Linked DNA regions of Sus scrofa: region 2 is linked to region 1. The links are chromatin contacts, called in public HiChIP or PLAC-seq maps. All regions are on one chromosome and are shown on one strand. Each heading gives the region's core, a stretch centred on a gene start, on an enhancer-like site or on the middle of the called end of the contact. The rest is flanking DNA. Distances are from core to core; before and after follow the strand shown.

Region 1 (3,175 bases), core at 518-3,017:
CTACCTAGTGACTGTACCGGCTCACTGAAGGGTTTCTGAGCCTGAAGCCTCATGAAAGGATTTCTAGCGAGGAGAAAGGAAGGCGTCTTTCCTGCCCTTTCGTAGATGTCTCTCGGCGGGGCGGGCGATTGCGGGGCTCGGGAGAAGGCTGGCTGTCACACTTGCAGGGATGCACGCGCTCCCAGTCTGGCCCGACGCCGCGCGGCCAGAGCCGCCCGAGCCCTGCTCCTGAACCTTCTGCGGACGCGCCTCCAAATGGTACAGACGCCAAAGGGAAAAGGGAGCTTTCTCAGACGTTCAGCAAGTAGAGGAAAAAGACTCCCTGTAGCCTCAAGTTGGGCAACTTTTCCTCAAAACTGCATTAACCTTTGTCAGCTGCCAGGAAACCCCTAGCTTCTTGTGTCCACAATTGCAGGAACCAAGCAATTCAGGAGGAAAAACAGATATAGATATAGATACAGATACACGGACTACTAGCATGAATCAATGGTTTGTGGATGTGGCCTTGAAATATTCTTTTATCTAAACATAACAGTGTACCGCGCACGCAGGCTGATTTTTCTACCGGTGCCTGATCCACAGTCGGCCTGCATTTTCTGCAAAAATTGGGCACCCTAATCTCAGACTCAAAGCGCTCTTCTGACTCTCTCCTCGGCGCCCACCAGGCCGAGCTCGGTCCTCCCGCTCCTTTCTCCCCAGCTCCCGCCTAGAGGCCGCTGCCGTCCGTGGTCCAGAGACCCGCGCGGTGCGCGTGGGAAGCCATCCCCAAGGAGCCAAGTTAGCAGTTTCTGCCAGGGCACGCATTCGGGGGAGCTCCGGGCCACAGGGTAAAATTGCCACCCCGGCGGTGATAGCGAGCTTAAGCCGCCGGATCCAAGCAGCTGCCTTGGGATTGTTAGCGCCGCATCATCCCCAAGCGTTAACTAGGAAGGGACGCCAGAGGCCAGAGACCAGAGCCCACCAAGTCTGGGGAAAAGCAAACCAGCCCCGCAGGGCGCACGGCCCGAGCATTAGCTTTCCCAGATGCCACCCCTCCCTGATTCTTCTTCTCATCCCTCTCGGGTCCAACCGCGTCAAGAAGTCTGGTGCCCAACTTTGGGCGGGTGTGCTCAGAGACCCGAGAAGCCTCTAGTCGCAGTCAGTGTCGCCAACCCCGGGTTCAAAAGCGTCGCGCAGCCACCTGTTTCCCAAAGCCCGGAGTTCGTGTGAGAGCGAGCGGCGGCCGGAAGAACCCAGTCACCCCCTCAGTCCGGCTCGGCCCAGGAGCTCCCCAAATGCTCATCACCCCAAATCCAAGTGCGCACATATCTCTGCGCAACACCGGAGGCTCGCGCCACTCCGGCTACCGGCGCGACTTACTTCCCGGTCTCCCCGCTCGAGCCCCCGCCCCAGCGCTGGCCGTGCGGCCCGTGTCGCCCCGGCCCTTCCTGGCAGGACGGCGCCCCCAAAATACCTGCTGTGACGATGAAGAGAGCGAAGAGCGTCTTGCGGACCATGGTACCGTGGTGCTTAGTGCCAAACCCGGCGCGGGCGGCAGGAGAGTTTGCCAGGACTGACAGAGCGCACCGGGCGCGGGCGGCTCCTCCTCTGCCCGGTTGGCTACTGTGGGAGCCGGGCGGCCGGGGCGGCTCGGGCGGCGGGAGGGGAAGAGAGGCGAGCGCCGCGCGGCTCCGTCAGCTGCGTATCCTCCGGCGCCCGGCGCGCTTCTGCTCCATCCCAGCCGCGGGAGCCGGGGGCCGCCTCCGCCGCCCGACTGCCGCCGCCAAACCCCTCCCACCCAGGCCCCGCGGCGATGACAAGGCCACCCCTGGCCTTTCCTCTCCCGGCGGCGTTCAGGTCCCGGGAGTCCTGGCCCAGGGCGGCCTCTGCTGGACAGTCGGGGCGGGAGATCCGAGTTTTGAGCGGGTTCAGCGAATGTTTGGGGCCGCTAGGCCTGTGCTGGGAGCTAAGGGAACGCAGTGTAATGGGAGCGGATTTCTGCCCTCAAGAATTTATCTCACCTTTTCTTATGTGGGTGATAACCTTTAAACAGGTTATGCCACCTCCAAGAGCCAAGACCCCACTTCCTAAGAGAACGTATTACATTTCTTTCCAAGTATGAGAACCTTTTCCTTTTCCTTCATTTCTCCGGATGTTCCTGCGTATACATTAAACCTTCGCACACGTTCAACCCCACTGCATTTCCTGGTGCCTAAGTCAGGGTGTCTGTTATCATATTCAGCTTCTTTCTAGAAGAAACAGTATTAATGTCAGGTAACAGTGGTTCATGGGCCCATTCAGAGCCAGGCACCCCATTTCATGTTGTATCGTGATACCTTCCAACGACCCTGGGACATAAGAATTCTTATTCCATTTTGTAGATGAGAAAACTAATGCACAGAGAAGAGAAGTGATGTGCTCAGGATCACATGGCTAGTAAAGACTGAATCCCGTAATTGAAGAGTTTGTGCACCAGGGCATAATACCAAAGGCTGACATTTCCTGAGAATGTCTGCGTGCTGGACGACTGCGCTGTACAGGTATCAACCCAGTCATGGTCTCAGAACAGTCCTTTGATGTGGGCACTCTTATGTCTTCATTTCCAGGGGAGAAAATGAAAGCGTCTGGAGGTTTAAGTACTTGCCCAAGGTCACACAACCAGCTAATGGTACAGATAAAACACATGCCCGCGAACTCTGGGTCATCTCTGTACTATGCTCCTTTTTCAAAGTCCGAAGTCTCTGTGTGTTCACACAGATCAAAGCTGACCCTTCTCTTAATGCTTCCACCACCTTAGAGCTGCTTATTTCTATACCTCAGCCAGACCAGATGCCAGAGCAGCTCCCAATGTATGTATTAGGAGCCCGGTGGTCCCCTAGTCCCTGGAGATGGGATGCTGCAGGAATTAAGGGGCATCCCTAAAGAACTGGTTTGTTCAGGACCATCACTAGCTCTGGAGAAGAGTTTTCTTCTTCTGTGACTTCTTACCTCCTAGAGAGAGCCTCGGGTTTTCTTTTCTCACTCTTTGGGGCCTCCCGGCTTTGTCTGTGATGATATCAGTTCCTCTCACTGACCCCACCATTACCACTTGTCACACTTCCACAGCTGGATTAAACTGAGCTCATAGTGTTTCTTTTGTCTTGGTACATGTATTGATTCTCGGTGAAATGAGGAGTAGAAATATTACAACCAAATG
Region 2 (3,119 bases), core at 270-2,769, 69 kb before region 1:
ATTTAATCTCCACAAGAACTTTGTACAACACAGCCTATTTTAATCCCCACTTTACAGATGAGGAAAAATAAAGACACAAAGTAATTTGCCCAAGGTCAGGAGCCAGAACTGAAACTTAGGAAGTGTAACCCAAAGCCATGCTTATTCAGTCTTGTTCACTGACATTCTCTGTGACACAGGGGAACACATCACAAAAGCTGGCTGCCATTATTGGGCTATCAAGGGGAAATTATTGAGACTAACCATAAAGTTTGCACCCCTGGAAATTCCTGGGAATTATAAATCAGCCTTGCTTGCAACTTAGAATTCGGCTCCCCAATTCAAGCTTAATCCATTGTGGGTTAACTGAACAGCATTTTCAGCATCTCAGTGGCCTACAGGAGACTCACCTGAGCTTAGTGCATGCTCCACTTCCTGCATGATCACCCGGGGGGAGGCAGCGGTGGTCTCTGTGTCTATCAGCATAGGGGTCCCTTTGGGGGGCACAGCTGCTTGGGACGTGGTCTCTGTGGGCATCGGCGTGGCTGTGGCATGTGAAGTGGGTGTCTGTCCAGAGCTGTGCTCCTCCTCTGGGGACTTCGGGGTGGTCGGGGCTCCTGTGGGCTTGGTGCTGGTTTCTGTAGAGCTGTTACTGGTGCTGATGGAGGCAGAAGGAACCTCCGCGGTGAGGTTGATGGAGGCGAGGGTGATGAGGTTGGCGCTTGAGGGGAGGTGAGTGCGGGAGACTCGGCCTGGGGTTGCGACCCTGTAGCTGGCACGCTGGCCTCGGGCGTGACCGGGCTGTGTTCCTCCGGCGTGGGTGTTAAATGGAGCCCACCGCTTGTTGATGAGGGGACTGTCTCTGTGCCTGCCGACTGGGAGGCTGGACTCGTGGGCTCCTCCTCTGCTCCGGCCTCTACAGAGACGTTCTTAGTGGGTGGAGATGTCGGGGCCGATGCTATAATCGGGAGGACCGAGGTGCTGGGCGTGCCACTGGTAGGGGAGGCAGGAGGGCTTTGCGGAGTGCTGGTCCAGACGGCCGTTGCAGGGGTGATCTTTGTGGGAAGAAAAACAGGCAAGACTGTTGATGCAGACACACGCTGTACCCTTAGTCCTGTGGAAGAGCCGGTACAAAGGTGGTTAATGTATGAAAACCTGAGCGGCCAAGCTGTTTTATAATATTTTCAAAAGTCTGTCTCATTTGGCACTGTGCCTTTACAATCGTGAAGGTGACTTTTAAAATATTTCCTTCCCACTAACTGCCCCCTCCCCCGCCCTGTGACTATCAGCAGGAACCAGCCTGAAAGCTCAGCAGGAGCAATTAGTGGGTGGGTCAACACAAGTTCAGCCAATACATGACACCAACTAACTTTCTCTCCTGCTGCTTGAAGCTGTGCCCTTAAAAACGGAGACACTCTTAGGAACTGACTATCTGAGGATAAGTCTGGCTTGTTTGCAGGGCTGCTCCACAAGGCTTGTGGGGACTCTCACCCCGTGTGCTGGGTGAGTACAAAGCCGGAGGAGCTCTCTGATTGGCTGTTCTCTGTCAGAGGGGCTCATTGATTGGCTGGTCTCTGACGCGGGCGTTCACTGATTGGTTGTTCCCTGCTTCCGGGTTGTGAGCTCTGCAACCATGCACAGGGATGTTATAGGGACTTGCCTCCCTGGGGTGATTAACAGTGCAAGGAAAGGGCCAGGTCCCAGCTTAAAAGCTGAGGTGAGGGAGGACTCCAAGGTTTGGAAATATTTTCTGAAACTGGAACCTATTATCCCCAATTCTAACCTGGGGTCTTTACTATTCTGTCATTTTCACCAAATAATCTCTTTCATGTTTTGTAAAATTTAGAATGAATTTCCTTTCTCCATACCTCCATTCATCCACTCAGTTTAATTTATTTGTTCATTTATTCATTCAATTATTTAATAAATAGCTTGCTTCTGTGTACTAGCACTCTGGAGGACACTGCGTTGATGATTTCACTTTTTATGTAACACATCTCTTGATTGCCTCCCCACACACCCCCTTACCAGTCCCCAACTAGCTTTTCCCCTAGTCGTTTACATCTCAGTGGATGGCAACGCCTTTCAGTTACTCTTTTAAAAACCCAGATGTTATTCCAGATGCACCCCTTTCCCTCACTCCCCCTACCCCAACCAGTCCATCATGATGAATCATGATGACTTCACCTTGAAAACATATCCCAATCCAATCAACTCTTCACCACCTCCCTGATATGGCAACATCACCTGAGCCACCAGCCACTCGCCTGGACAAGTGCCAGCTAGACAAGTGCCACTGTCTCTTCATTGGTCTTCTGGCTTCGAAGTTTCCTTCCTTTTGATCTACTTTTCACATAGCAGCCAGTACGCTATTTTAAAGTGGTAAATCAGATTAACCTATCAAAACCCTCCCAAGGTTGTACTTAGAACAAAATCCAAAACTACTCCCTATGTCATCATCCCATGTTCTCCTTATTATTCCAGATTGATCTCTACTCAAATGTCACCTCCTTCTCAGAGGAGCCTTTCCAGACAGTCCTAACGACAATCATTCCTACCCTAGCCCCTTGCTTATTTAAAAAATTTTTTTTGATTGTTAAAATATAAATAACATCATAACTATTTTTACGTGTACAGTTCAGTGGCACTAAGTACATTCTCCTTATTGTTCAACTACCACCACCCATCCATCTCCAGAACTTTTTCATTTTCCCAAACTGAAACTCTGAACCCATTAAACAATAACTCTCCATTCTTCTCTTTCTCCAGCCCCTGGAAACCATTATCCTACTTTCCATCTCTACCAATTTGACTGCTTTAGGTACCTCCTACAAATAGAATCATACAATATTTGTCCTTTTGTAACAGGCTTATTTCACTTATTAGCAAAATAGCTTCAAGTTTCATCCGTTATAGTACATCAGAATTTCCTCCCTTTTTAAGGCTGAATAATATTCTGTATACTATATACCACATTTGTTTACCCATTCATTTACTGATGCGAACTTGGGTTGCTTCCACTTTGTGAGTGCTGCTCTGAATATGAATGTACAACTATCTATTTCAGACCATGTTTTCAGTTTAGGGGGGTGTATATACCTCAAAGTGGAACTGATGGCTCATGTGGTAATTCTATGTTT

The links. HiChIP or PLAC-seq counts read pairs in DNA pulled down with a chosen protein or histone mark.
Region 2: a contact with region 1 is called in an H3K27ac HiChIP or PLAC-seq map of alveolar macrophages. The contact joins the enhancer-like site here to the promoter of PARM1 in region 1. A contact is called at or near these places in 1 of 5 promoter capture datasets (liver), 3 of 47 Hi-C or Micro-C datasets (embryonic fibroblasts, liver and skeletal muscle) and 2 of 2 datasets of contacts at active chromatin or transcription factors (alveolar macrophages and skeletal muscle).

Annotation. Positions count from the first base shown.
Region 1 is chr8:70,786,726-70,789,900 of Sscrofa11.1, reverse strand. PARM1 (prostate androgen-regulated mucin-like protein 1) reads right to left here and starts at 1,767. Exons shown (of 5, transcript NM_001243716.1): 1 at 1,454-1,767. The coding sequence starts at 1,496.
Region 2 is chr8:70,855,896-70,859,014 of Sscrofa11.1, reverse strand. It overlaps PARM1 (prostate androgen-regulated mucin-like protein 1), which reads right to left. Exons shown (of 5, transcript NM_001243716.1): 2 at 664-1,093; 3 at 390-661. Among named protein-coding and RNA genes, the nearest start is that of PARM1, 69 kb to the right of the region's middle. Within about 2 kb of position 1,519, at least 29 of the 83 cell types and tissues checked have an H3K27ac peak or open chromatin away from gene starts, as enhancers often do. A contact at or near this core is called in alveolar macrophages and liver, where this site is marked.